Linked DNA regions of Rattus norvegicus: region 2 is linked to region 1. The links are chromatin contacts, called in public Hi-C maps. All regions are on one chromosome and are shown on one strand. Each heading gives the region's core, a stretch centred on a gene start, on an enhancer-like site or on the middle of the called end of the contact. The rest is flanking DNA. Distances are from core to core; before and after follow the strand shown.

Region 1 (7,207 bases), core at 1,825-4,324:
ACCCAGGGCCTTGCGCTTCCTAGGTAAGCGCTCTACCACTGAGCTAAATCCCCAGCCCCGAAGACACGGATTTCTGGACACCCTTCTGTGCTTTCTGTGTAATTTTAGAGTGGGAAGTCTGTTTCTAATTTTACTTTTGTTGTAGGAAGCTCAGAGCTGAAGCTGATGACATCTCAGCTCACCCTGTTTCCCTACTAATGCTCTGGTCTTCGAATATTAACAATGTTTCTCATGGGAGCACATGCTTTCAACATTAGCACTTGGGAGGCAGAAGCAGGCAGAGCTCTGTTCAGTCTGCCTGGTCTACAGAATCAATTCCAGGATAGTTTAGGACTACATGGAGAGACCCTGTCTCAAAACATACAAGCAAACAAATGAACCAATCAACCAAACAAAAAACAGACATTTCTTTCTTGATTATTTCTGTCTTAGGCTATTTTTTACTCTGAAGTTGTCTTTCGAAGGACGACAGACAGCTAGTATATAAATTACAAAAAATGACATCTTTAACTTTTTTTTTTGAGACAGAGAATCACTACGTAGCCCTATATGACCTGGCCTGGCCCCTGGGGTTGATACTGGGATTTAAGGTATGTACTGCCACATCTGGGTCTTTTTTAATAGATACAATATTTAGGGAAACATGTCTAATTTTCAAATACAACAGATCATTCTTCTGTGTTTCTATACCAAAGCTACATTAATACATTTGAGGCAGAAAAATTGGTTGAATGTGAATAAAGCTTTGGGGGGAAATGGACAAAAGCACTTTTCTTGTTGTTAATTTATTTTTTGAGACAGTCTCTCTACATAGCCCTGGAACTGTCCTGGAACTGACTCTGTAGATTAAGCTGGTCTCAAACTCATAGAGACCTGCCTGCCTCTGCCTCCAGATAGCTGGGCTTAAAGGCGTGCCCCATGCTGCTCCCCTTGGCTAGACAAAGGTACTTTTCATTATTAGATGCTCTGGGATTACACATCACTCAGAATCCACACTTCGGTGCACACAGGATAATCATATCATAATAAGCTTCAAAATGTGCCCATTGTTAGATTTAAAGGTGACATTCTGGGTAAACGCTCTCAGAAAACAATACTGGATGTGGCAAAGATGTGTAGTAACACAGTAGCTGATGCTTTCGAAGTCACTGGCTAGTGACTCGAGGACATCGTGTCACATGGGAACAAGCATCATTGATACCCCATTTAAAGGGTGAGAAAACTGAGGCTCAAAGAAGTTAGTCACAATTCACTCCTCCTGTGCTCGAAGCTTCCTGTTCCAGGAGATCCCTCAGTCTTGTGCAAGTCCGATGGTGGTCACCCTGTTCCTGCCATGATGACACTGCCATCTCGTGCCCCTCCTCCCTCACTTTTTCTGAGCCCAAATACGGTCATTCTCTCTGTAATGACCTTCCCAGCTTGGAGAGGTGAGGACGGAACAATACTCACTAATATTTGTTCCAGGGCCAATGCGTAAATAAAAAGGATTGATTGGCTTTTCTGCTTTGTATCTATTGATCCTTTGCTTGGAAAAACAAGGATAATTTTAAGTCCAATAAACAGTATGGGGATTTATGTCTTGATTTTGCTCTGACTGTCCTTGTGACCTTGAAAATGCTCAATTTTCTGATCTATAGGAGATCTATGGGTATTGCTGAACATTTCCTCAATATTCTTGGTCATAATGTCTTTCTCTAGGGTGTGTTGGAGGATTGCCAACCAGGCTTTCATTGTCTCTTAGGAAGGGTTTCGTTCAAAGTTGGCTTGGATTTTGCTTAATATAACTTTATAAAATAGAATCCATCAAAATAACCTATTTCTCCTTATCATTGATGTTTGATCTGGTCCATTTGCTAAGTCTTGGCCCTTGTTTTAAATTATGCATCATCTCTTTTTTTATTACGTAGTTTGACTGATATAGCAAATTTTATTCAAAATGCACACACACAATGTATCAAATTCTATTGATTTATTAGAATATTTTCAGTGTAACAACATTATAACATTACAAAACCTTTCTTAAACTTGATGAATTATATATTTCTCCATGCATTTGTACAGATATCAGTAAAGGGAGAACTGTCTTGATGCCTTGACCTAATCAGGTGAGCCCTTTAAAAGCAGAATCTTCCAAGGAGATTTGAAACAAAAGAAAAAAATTGCCAAGTCATTTGTGGCTTTGAGGTGGGGACTATGATGCAAGGGGTGTGATTGGTCTCTAGGAGCTAAGGCAGTGCCAGCTGATAGAGAGGGTGGGAGACCTTGATTCCAGATGCAGGGCAGTAAACTCTACCAAAGATTAGGGAATTGGGGGGGAAGACCTGGCTGTGTGCCTAGACTTAAGTGAACCAACAGGTTCACACAGCAACAAGAAAACTGATTCCCAGCTCTTTCTCATTTGAAAGTACTGTCTGAAGGGCTGGGGAGATGGCTCAGAGGTTAAAATGCTTGCCATGCAAGCAAGCAGGAGCACTGGAGGGTGGCTCCTTAGAACCTCAGAACAGGCTAGCTAGGTAGACTGGCTGTATTGGTGAGCTCTGGGTTTGATCTAGAGGGCCTACCTCAGAAAGAGAGAGGTGGAAAATGATCAAAGGAGATTCCTGACATCAACCTCCAGCCCCAGATTCACAAACATGCATGTGCACCCATGTGTCCCCCCCCATGAACACACACACACACACACACACACACACATACACACCACAGAAACACACACACAAAAGGCAAGCACACTTGGATATACATTATGCATGCATACAGATGAAAAGAAGAAAAAAGGAAATAAAAAAAGAAGAAAGGGAGAATAAAATAGAGAAAGAAAGAGAATGAAAGACACAGAATGTAGAATTTTCCAATGGATTGTATTGTTAATGATCTGGCTGGCACTGCCTCATCATGGGTCTAATGCCATGCCTGGGGGCATGCTTCGTTGAAGAATTACTCAATTAAACCTTCTAGTAACTGAAAAAAATCTATTAAATTTCACTTGCTGAATCAGCCCATTTTCTGTTGTCAGTAACACACCTCACTGGATACATTTGAGAAAGAAGTTTATTTTGGCTCAAGGTTCTAAGGTCCATAGTCAAGGGGGGTGGCAACTAATGATGGACACATTGCTGGCAAATCCCTACTAAGTCAGTGGACCTGACTCTTTGTGTGTGTGTGTGTGTGTGTGTGTGTGTGTGTGTGTGTGTGTGTGTGTGTGTGTGTGTGAGAGAGAGAGAGAGAGAGAGAGAGAGAGAGAGCTGCAGGCTTAGTTCATTGACGCTCATTTTCAGTGATCCTATTAGTCCTAAATACCTTCCAAAGACCCCTACTCTCCACTAACTCCTGCCACCTCTGCTGGATCATGATTCTACCTGTTAAGTCTACCCTGCACAGAGGTGATGACATTTCAACACAAAGTCTTGAGAAACACATTCAAGTCAACATATACTGTGGAGTATATAAGGGGAGGATAGGTGTTCTTTACAGTTCCCCAGCAGCAGAATGGCATTGGCTTAGCATTTAGTTTGTCCAACACACTCATTTAGTGGTGTCTCAGACTGGTTCTATCAGTGTCTGCCAGGTGTGTGTGTGTGTGTGTGTGTGTGTGTGTGTGTGTAACATGTTTTCCCCCATGCTTAAATGGAATGTTTCCTTCATTGGCAAAAGACTTGATGAAAAAGAGCCCTATCAAGATGAAATGTTATTAGTGTTGGCCTTTCACCACGCGCATACCTTCTATAGATTGTTGGAAACGTCAAGGTAACAATTGCTTTGACTTTATAATTCTTTTCCTGATTCTCAACATGGTCTCAGTTTTCTGTGGGAGAACAGAGGCCAGCAGTATCTAAAGTGAGGAGAAACCAGGAGCATGGCCATGCCGGCGCGTGGACAAATGTCGAGACATCTCAGGTTTGATCTTGGAGTCAAGATCCTAGCAGCCCCTGCTCTTCAGCTGGGCATTCCTCTGCTTCCGGACCGGACATGGTGGGATGTCTGAGCAGCGAGCAAAACAGGGTGTGTGAGCGGTTAGCACAGTGCCTGGTGTCAGGAGGCTCTCAATCATTAGCTAGTACTGCAACCATGAAATGTGAAAGACCTGACTCCTGCCACTTCCACGAATGGAGCTTTTCTTCTGTAATGGACAAACAATAGGCATTTATACCCATTGCTCACAGGATCCAGATATGAAAACATAAATTACATTTTATTAGATACACTTGAAACACCATCCCAGGCATTCTGTACTTGGCTCCTTTTTGTGAGGGAAGGAAGGCTTTCTCTGTGAGACTCGCTTGTCCCAGAGTAGAGAAGAGCTACAGTAACTGTCCTCGGGGTTATCCAAGTCTCTAAACCCCTTCTCTGATCCCTAGAGCTCAGACTGGCTAAACCAGGCGATTACAGGAGGAGGCGCGTAGAGGGGGTGGCGATCGTCCATGTGTGGGGTAGCCTGGGGCTTGTGGCTTGTCTGGAGGAAGCTGGGGTTAGACTGATGGGTTGTTAAGATGTTCAAAAAGCAGGTTTTGCTCTCTGTGTGTGTTTGAGTGTGTGCATGTATGTGAGCATGCTTATATGTGTGAGTGTGTGTGTGTATGTGTGTGTGTGTGTGTGTGTGTGTGTGTGTGTTACACTGATAGCTTAGAGATGGGAACCAGGTAGGAGAGGTCATGGAGTTTGGCTTCAGAAATGCCTAAGGAACTTTCTGACTGGTCAAAACATGATACCAACTCTCACAGAAGGTGAGATGGAAATGGTGACATTTGCTTCTTTGTAGAGCAGGAAGGGAGGAAAAGAATTTAGCATCAGAAAAGCCCATTTGCTGCTCTCTCACATTCTCATTTTGAAATGGCATCTAGACTTCAAAACATGCTCACACTTGAAAAATGAATGCATTGGCCAGGGCTGGTGTTTACCAGTGTGAACTTGTTCTGGCATCCAGGTTTGTGTGTGTGTGTGTGTGTGTGTGTGTGTGTGTGTGGCTATGTAACTGCCATTTCCCCCTTCTGGTTGCCCAGATGAGGGAGATCCTTAGTTTCTTTGTTTAAAATAGATGTCAGGATGGGAGCAGGAAGGGGTTTCCTGCCTCTGGCAGAGGAGGATGTGACACTGAATTGCAGCTGAGACTTGAAGAGCTGCCACCCGAGAGCAGTATAACTGATACACCAGTTGTTTTTAGCTCACATCCGGGTCATGACTGTCCAGCTCCAGCCTACCCCGGGGGTACATTCAGTTCCCAGTGAGACGGTCCTGTCTTATTCAATTTCTATTGCTGTGATGTTAAAGATTATGACCAGAAACAGCTTGGGGCTGAGAGAGGTTTATTCAGTTTGCATATCTGGGATCAGTCCATTGAGGGAAGTCAGGCAGGGCAGGAACCTAGAGGCAGGAACTGAAGCGGAAGCCACCAAGGAGCACTACTTACTGGCTTGTTCCTTCTGGCTTTCTTAACTTGCTTTTTTATACAATTTAGGACCACCCGTCCAGGGGTGACACTACTCACAGTAGGCTGGGCCCTCCCACATCAATTAAAAAAAAAGCCCCGGGGGCTGGAGAGATGGCTCAGTGGTTAAGAGCACCGACTGCTCTTCCTGCGGTCCTGAGTTCAAATCCCAGCAACCACATGGTGGCTCACAACCATCTGTAATAAGATCTGATGCCCTCTTCTGGTGTGTCTGAAGGCAGCTACAGTGTACTCATATACAATAAAATAAAATCTAAAAAAAAAAAAAAAAAAAGCCCCACAGGATGGTGGAGACATTTTCTAAATGTTGTGTCAAAAGATACAACACCAACCAAACAACCAAACAACCAAACAACCGAACAACCAAACAACCGAACGACCAGCACAGATCCTCTGGGTGCTAATTAGGAGACCAGCTGGCTTGGGTGAATTCAATCATCACTCCTGTGATAGTTTCTAACCTTCACTAGCTGGCTGGGTTTTTAAGGGAGTGGTGCCACATTAGAGGTCTCAAGTTAAATAGGAGACTTCGGCTAAGTCTATGTGCCATATAAAGAAATGGATATTTTAGCATAATTATTAGTAAATATTGCATGGGATGTGTTTCAAGAGTTGTTCATTATCCAAAATTTGAATTTAGTTGGGGTATTGTTTTGTTTTTGGCTAAATCTCACAACCGCTTGCTCTATGGGGCTTTGGTGATCCCAGTTAGAACTAGGCTGCCAATGTCAGCCAATGCTCCTGGGGCTAATTGTGACAAGGGAAACTGTACAGTCAGATCGACTTGGTTTTAGAGCTCGCAGCCAGCACTTGCTGGATATGGGACAACCGATCTGGGACTCCGTTTCTTTGTCTTTAAAATGGGGTTAAAAGCAGCACTACCTCCCAGGGTTGGGCTAAAGAAGATTCAAGACTAGTAGAGAGAATGTTAATTAGCGCACACTGAATTAATGCTATTGTTTATTGTCTATCAACATGTCAATCACCTGTTTACTCTGTGCCAACCACATGACCCGGTGAGCATCCCTTCAATCTTGTGCTATGCTGATGCAAATGGGAACGTTTAACACTCCTGGGGTTTCTTAGCACCCTAATCAGTGGCTTCGGGCTAAGGCAGGGTAGGCACTTGGTACTCTTTCTGGTTTCATACACTCCCTCTTAAAACCTTTCAATGGTAACGCCATGTCTCAGAAAATGCAGTGTGCTTCTGTGCCAACCTAGCTTCAGCCAGATCCCTGTTCTCCTGGTCAGGTTGCAACTCCAGACCTCTGTCTAATAACATTAGGAGCATGGATGGGCCAGACAATGAAGCGTGCTGGAGGAGCTCAGTGTTACCCTGTGGATGTCATCAAATTTTGTTTCTGTGGGAACACAGACAGAAGAGACGAGAAATGCAGAAGCTATTCCAGAGGCTTCTGCACTTAGGAGAAAGGCTCTGCTAGCATAGAGAGCTCTGCATCCAGTAGAATATGCTCATGTATGTATTACACTAAAGGAGAGAAGGGTGGAAGATAGGGCAGCTTTAATGAAGCTAATGGGCTTAGAAAAGGCAGTACGAGGAAGTTCCAATGACATTTTACAGGAATGGATTACACATAAGGATGAGGCAGGAGAATTTGAGAGCCGGGAGCATAAAGGCAGAGGTTGCCTGGGTGGGAATTGGGACTCCAGGCGAGGGCAGAGACAGTGCAGAGTCCTCAGCCACATGCGGTTCGTTCCTCTTCAAGGTAGCTGGAGCCAGCTTTGCCGCTGCCCCCAGCG
Region 2 (7,207 bases), core at 1,256-3,755, 200 kb after region 1:
GGTAGGTTCTTGTCCTCTTTAACCTCAGGTCCACCTCAGGGAAGTGGGAGGTACTGGTGGTGTCCACTGGGTCAGAGCAGAGTGCTGATTGCCTTCCAGGAGCATGGACAGGATAGCTCGTGTCGTTAGCGCCCGGAATAGCTTATTGCCCTTGTTTGGTGGTGGTCTGCTTGTTCTTGGTGGGTGGTGTCTGGAATGGAGGTCGTGACTTATCAGCTTCTGCGGAAACGTGAAAACCTGGTAGAGGTGAACAGATTTGCTGTTCCACAAGAGCTCATACTTGTTCAACTGGATCAGCCAGTTAACATGTTAAAGACAGCTTTTTTTTTTTTTTTTCCTTCTCCTTTTCTGGTTTTAATTGCTGTTTTGGGCCCTAGAGGTTATTAAAAAACTGGGCCCAGATTCCTGCCCTCAAGGAGGTGATAGTGAGTTAAGTTGGGGTGGGGAGATGCTAGAGCTCACATTGAGAAGATGGGGTGTGAAAGGTAGACTCACAGGTAAGGCCTGCAGCCTGGGAGTGGTTAGAAGAAGCAGTTCCTGTGTGTGTATTGGGGTGCTGGATATCCGGAATCAAGCAGAGGTTCACTGCTTGGGTGTGCCTAGGAATTGAAGAGAGCAGGGTGCCTAGGGTGGATGGCAGGGTGTGGTTCCAACACAGAGGGATGGCTCCCAGTTGTAGCTGGAAGCGAATGGCTCAGCAGGAAGAGCCTTGGGCTTGAAGACCTACCCATGTCAGGAATGTCTGAGTCTTGGGTCCTTTATCTGTCAGATGGAGATGTCTGTCCTCCAGCTGCTTAGAGATGCTCCGATAAGAATGTATGTGATGCTCGAATGCTGTACAGATGTGGACAGTTGGTGCATTATTTGGGCTTTCTGCCAGCCATACCTAGAAAAGTCACAGAGATGCGGGAGATGCATGTGCCTACATTGATCTTGGATGCCAAGGAGATGCTCAGGGCCACCCTGGGTGCTATATTCAGGGACGAGAGTTCCTGCATCGGGTAGCTGATGGCATTCTAGTACAAGAAAGATGGATGATGTCATCTCAGTACCGGGAAGGGTGGCATGATTTATTTATTCAACAGGAAGATGTGGGGGAGGGGCAGGGAGAGACTGGCCAGAGCCATGCAGGAGGGATCCTCTGAGGAGGGGTACTGGATTTGTCCTGAGGTATCCAAAGGCATTTCTCACAAAGCTGAGAACTGAGAATAAATGAGGTGGTCCACAAAGAAGCAGTGCTCACCTCAGGTCCTTGGAGCTGCAAGGGCAGAAGGGCTGCTTGCTTACAGACTCCTTGAAGCCCCCGTGGAAGCCTTTAGAGGACAGATCAGTAATATTACATAACTAGGCATAGGAAGAACAAGGCTTCTCCGTGGGTGTTGAGCTGGGGTTAGGGCAAAGGTGAGGACAAACGGACTAGTTCAAACCATTCTGCTAAAGTCCAGGTATGACCCTCGGGTAGCTCGGATCTCTGTCATAGCAAAGCAACCAATGAGAAGGGGCCAGATACTGTGTCAAGCGCAGACTGTACTCAGAGGGGAAGTGAGTTAATTGAATTGGGTTATGAGGTCAAATTGAACTCACTTGTAAGTGAAGGACGGATCTGTAGGTCTCACCTCTTCTCAAATGGGGCACAGTAGGAATGATCAAAGTGGGCGTGATATTCTCATGACAGCTATCGAGGCTTTGCGTTAGAGAAGGGGACACAGAATGAATCGGTTTGTTTCTGTTACCAGTTGAAACAGCCGCAGTGAAGCCACGCCCTGGCAGTGCTTGCTCTTAATGCCACCTTCAGCGGGGTTCCCCACTGGCCACCAGGGTTCCCCACTGGCCACCAGGTCATGTTTTGTTTTTGGGGGTGGGGAGGTTTGCCACTACTCCCGAGCTGCAGCAAACACCTAATACGCTACTGTTCCCCTTTTCTTTTTTTAATGGATTAATTTATTTGATTTTGTGCCATAAACTGCACTAAACGGCCTTTCTGTAAGCAAAAGGCAGCATTTTAGATAACAGAAAAGTTAAACAGAGTTAAAGCCAAAAAATGTAGACTAGGCCTTGCTACTTCTATGAACTATTGCCCGTAGCAGACCAGCTTTGCCAGTGCTGAGACAGTGAAGTGTGTGTGTGTCCCGCCAGTGTTTAAACATAGTCACACAACCAGTTACATAATCTAGACAAAACCAGTCTTTACTAGGTTTTGAGGTGGGATTCCCCATCCTTGGGTAAAGGGAGGCATTTTCATAAACGTTTCTCAGAGTTTTACAATCTGTCAATTACTAAACCTGGACTTTGTTCTAATTGTTTAACTTACTTGGTTTAGTTCGCTCTTGATTGAGCATCCTTTGGGTACCGGACACTGGCTTCTGGAGGATTTGTGCTGAGGGAGGTCAATGGGCAAAGTTGTCCCTGGTTATTGCAAATGAAGGACAGGCAAATGAGAAAGCAGAGGCAGGCACAGGACAGATTACGCAGAGAACTGGAAGCTGTGGGAGGAGGCAGGGCAGAGGTCTGGGGCTAGTAGAAAGCTGTTGGCTGCTGGAGTGTGAGGCAAGCCCACTGAGGTTGGAGTACAGAGTGAGGGAAGGCTCAACCTGAAGCATGCCCTTTAGAAGTGCCCAGCCCGGAATGTTTGTTTTGTTTGTTTTTTTAAATCAGAGTGAATCTGGGAAAGTGACCATTTTGGATTCTCTGCTGCACCCAGGACGGTAGAATGATCTCTACAGTGTCCATATCCTGGCTCTTCAAGACCGTGAATATGCTCTGTTAAATGCTTTCGGATTAGTAGTTAGGGAAATGATGCAGATGGGTTCAGGGATTGCAGAGATGGATCTTCATGATGGGGCAGATGGGGGCAAAAAAAGATTTGGAACTGCTGATGCTACAAATGGAGGGGCCATCAAGCAAGGAGGGTGGCAGCGTAGGAAACAGAAAGGGCAAGACAGGTGTGCTTCAGGCCACTTAGGCCTTGGCAACTTGTTACAGCCCTGTAGAAAACAGACTCCTAGGCAACTCAGTGTTCCCTTGAGTGCACGTGGTAGCCTGACTCATGCCAAGGGCGGCAAGTGGGGTTAGGTAGAGCTGTGTGCCATCTCTAACAGTGTTCATCACACCTGAGGACAGCATTGGCTTTTCCCTGGAGGAAAACCCAAGTTTTGCCAGTATGCTTGCATTTAGTTCCTCTGAAGCTGTCTCGTAGGGCTGATAAAACAGGACACACCAAATGGGATAATGTTTGCTGGAGTGCAGCCCTGTGCCATTGGATATGCTTCTGCGAGTGCAGAGTCCTCGAATGTAATTTCAGACCACCAAATAGACAGTCACCAAAATGGACTTTGTAGCCCATTTAAAAATGAGAAATCTGGGGCTGGAGAGATGGCTCAGTGGTTAAGAGCACCGACTGCTCTTCCAGAGGTCATGAGTTCAATTCCCAGCAACCACATGGGGGCTCACAACCATCTGTAATGAGATCTGATGCCCTCCTCTGGTATGTCTGAAGACAGTGACAAGTGTACTTATATATAATAAATAAATCTTAAAAAAAAGAGAAATCTAGATTAAAAAAACATGACCATATGTATAAATGAAATATGTATATATGTATATGGTGTGTATATGTATATGTGCAATACACACACACATATTGCAGTAATTATTAAAAAAAGGATGGCAACCTTTTATCCCACGCTAGTGACAGCACCCATAGGGCCACATGGCACTGCGGGGTATCTTTATCTCAGTGGCCCCACGATGCCCCCAGATCAGGGTGGTCTGCAAGACATTCCAGTGTGGCACCTGGCCATGCTGCTCCCTGGAGTTAGTTCCAGCACCAGAGGGCCATATGAAACTCACCATAATTTATCTCTGGTTAGTATCTCTCCCGGCGACTTTCTTCTATCCGTGAACTCTCTGGTTCAAGCTATCAGGACTCTAAAAGTCCAGCATGGGGCTGACCTATTGTGGCTCCCTGCCAAGGACTCTGCCCACACTCCCAACAACCACCCCCTGGTAGTTAAAGTATAAACGCCCAACTACCCAGTGAAAGCATGACTCAATAAGCTGTAATTTATCGATCAGGTTTATATGTTAAATTCTCAATCCACAATACACCCACACAATAAACTCACAGCCAATTGATATATAAACTGCCCACCTAGATAAGATAAATCTACCTATAGAAATCCATCCTTAAGAAATATACATAACTACCTAGGACCATTGAAGATCACCCGGATCTGGGTCGTCCTTCTCTAACTCCTTCTTAATTCCCTCTCCTTCCCCTTCTCTCCTGCCTTACAAAAGCTTTGTCCCCACCTTACCTTTTACTGTCCAATCATGAGCCTTGACCTAATTTGTGGCAGCCTTCACCTCCATATAGACATCAACCTACACACACACACACACACACACACACACACACACACACACACACACACACACGGAAGCAGAAAGGGGACTATTTGGAGGGAGGAAAGGGACCCAGGAATAGGGATAGGAAATTATGGGGAGAAATATGACAAGGTAGGAAAGGGACCCAGGAATAGGAATAGGAAATTATGGGGGGAGATATGACAAGGTAAAGCGATGTGTACCTGACAATGTTAGCATGAAACCAGTTATAATATTAAAAATAACTTAAAAGCAATGTGAGCTGTGAGTCCAACAGCCGGTGCAGGGGTGCATGGCTTGGTGTGGGCAAGCTTTAGTGGCTCCATTATTTCTCCCTGGGTAAGGAAGGCCTTGGGAGGGAGGAGCAGCAGAGTAAATTAATTTTAGAGAGGTGAGTAAAGGCCACATTTCCCATTGATCTGACTAGGCTAGTGTACATACTGACAAGCCCAGGGGTTGGTGAAGAATGGGGCCATTTTGTTAGCCACTGGTTCTTCTCTCACTGGACTCCTGAAGAGTCCCAGCTGAGGAGAAGTGGGGTTACTTGTAGGGTTGGTGGAGCTTTAGTGGCTAGAGATTACCCATGAGGAAGCCTGGCCATAGGACTCCTGGGCAAAGCTAGCTCTCCAGGGCCTGTGCACCAAGGACAAATGCCACCACACAGGGTAGCATGTGTTTGGTGCTCACTATGGAGTAGATGCTGCATGGAGCACATTCAGCCAGCTTTATGTCTGAGGCTGGGTTAACTATCACTAGTCTTCAACCTAGGACTTTTCTAATGGGGGTGTTGAGCTTTCAGGCAACAGGTGAGAGCAAGGCCTGCCCTGGTGAAACCTAGGCTACAGCCAGTCATGGTAAGGCCTAAGAGCAGAACTCTTTTGTGGGATAGTGTGGGGATGCAAAGTGAACTCAATACAAGGTGGCCTATGTGGAAAGGTATAGTGCTTCCCCCACCCCTTCCTAACACACCTGCCCACAGTTGGGGAGGTCATAGAAACGTCTTGGAAAGATGTTTTCCCTTTGCCCCTGAATAGCTGCAGCCTGGTCAAAGGAAGAAGATCGTCTGCTCTCTAACTACCCTCCCTGACACCAGACATGATAACATAAGAGAGGACTGGGAATGAGGAGTCAGAATCTGTGAATGCCAAATGTCACCATCCTTCCCCGTTCTATGCAAAGTTTAGCTATGAGTGGTTAACAGAGAAAACCCCTATCATTTTACTAAGAGTGGCTGCAGGAGGAGAGTATTCTGTACATGTTCTACCAAGAGCCATCTCTTCAGTTTGTTTGTTGCCACAGGCATTAGTGACTGATGGCCAGCTAGGCTGCCCTTCCCATGATGGCTTGGTGGGTCCTGGAGGAAGTGTGACTGGTATCAGCAAAGCTTCACTGCACATCAAGACTGCCTCTAGCTCCTGGCCACTGTAGAGCAGGACTTTCTGGAAGCTTCTGGGCATGCAGCTTGGGTTTTGTTGTCTTGTTGCCCCCAGGACCATGGTTGAGCTTCGAGATCTGACCCTTGAGTCTCTGCACCCTGTGGGTAGTACCTCTAAGTCCTACTACACTTAATTTTATATATCAGTCTGACTGATGCCGGATGAACTTCTAGGTTCTCTCTGGTGATCTTCAACTTTATGAGAATCTGGGGTGGTAGCCATGATGTAATGGGAGCCGGCAGAAGTGTGGGTAGCCAATGGCTGATACTCACGGAATAGGAGATGGCCAAACAAGGGGTCTTAGAGAGGTAAGGAGGGCCAAAGAGCAAAACCTAAATGTTCTTGTGATGCACTTTATACTAGCAGCATTAAAGTGGGTGGAGGAAAGCAATGGAAAAAGTAAAAAAAGAAAGAAAGAAAAGAAAAGCCTCTAGAAGCACAAAGGGAGCCTCAGGAGAATGTGTAGATGGAACACAGAATTTTGAGGACATACCAAATGCACAAAATAGAGTTATGTAAAAAAGCACACTTAGAAGAGAATGAGTTTCCAGGGGTTTGCAGACATGACTGCAGAATTATAAGATGTCCGTAGAAGAACTGGAAATTAAGTTGGACGCTACCCAAACCACAGAGAAGAGAAGAACTTATGAGAAAAATGTTGATTACCCCAAGTATCCAACACCTAAGAAGCAGGGATTCCAGGAAGAGACTGGGAGAGGAGGCTGCCTCAAATGGTCTGTGTGTGATAGGAGGCATGTCCTAGGAGGGGTGAACATGTTCTTCAGAGTGTGAGCGAGGCTGTATAGAACTCACGTATTGATAAAGGCTTCTATACAGATCAAGGCATTCCAGGATGCCTGGGATAAAGTGGGGAGTAGAAGAACCACCCTCAAAGGAACGCAGGTCTGGATGTCAGCACTGCCGTCAGGGTTCTCAGGAGGTGAGTTGAATGCCTTGACTCCCCCTGAGGTGAGAGAAAATAAAGACAGTCTATATACTCAGGCTTGCCTTATCCATCACCTACTGTTAGGTCAGTAAGAAAACCCAACTAAGAGGAAAGCATGGGCCCCCAGGTCAGAGCATATCACCCAGTGTAGCAGTGAAGGGAGGTCAAGCACAGCCTATAGAGCAGGCCTAGCTGCCTGACAGGTAAACAGGAGTCTAAGCCAGAGCCAGGTCTTGATCTAATACAAAGCATGGTTGGGAGTTTAAGAGTCAAGACAAAGTGCAATGAAACCAGAAATGAAAGGCCATAGAAACACTAGGGAAAACAAAGGTCATGGTCTGAACATGAATCCCACCACATGATAGAACTCGAGGGAAGCAAGTGTGTTTGACCTCAACATTTTGAGGAAACTGACATCTAATTCTGGTACCAGTCCTCG

What was found. A called contact is a pair of places that touch in the nucleus more often than the background predicts.
Region 2: a Hi-C map of hepatocytes shows a contact between it and region 1, with 2.3 times the contacts expected there. The contact joins two enhancer-like sites. A contact is called at or near these places in 7 of 12 Hi-C or Micro-C datasets (the A7r5 cell line, the Rat2 cell line, Schwann cells and 3 more).

Annotation. Positions count from the first base shown.
Region 1 is chr3:76,845,202-76,852,408 of GRCr8, forward strand. The region is part of intron 2 of LOC102555148 (a long non-coding RNA gene); the gene reads left to right. Among named protein-coding and RNA genes, the nearest start is that of Dlx2, 68 kb to the left of the region's middle. Within about 2 kb of position 3,075, at least 1 of the 93 cell types and tissues checked has an H3K27ac peak or open chromatin away from gene starts, as enhancers often do. A contact at or near this core is called in hepatocytes, where this site is marked.
Region 2 is chr3:77,043,661-77,050,867 of GRCr8, forward strand. The region is part of intron 1 of Itga6 (integrin subunit alpha 6); the gene reads left to right. Among named protein-coding and RNA genes, the nearest start is that of Itga6, 22 kb to the left of the region's middle. Within about 2 kb of position 2,506, at least 2 of the 93 cell types and tissues checked have an H3K27ac peak or open chromatin away from gene starts, as enhancers often do. A contact at or near this core is called in hepatocytes, where this site is marked.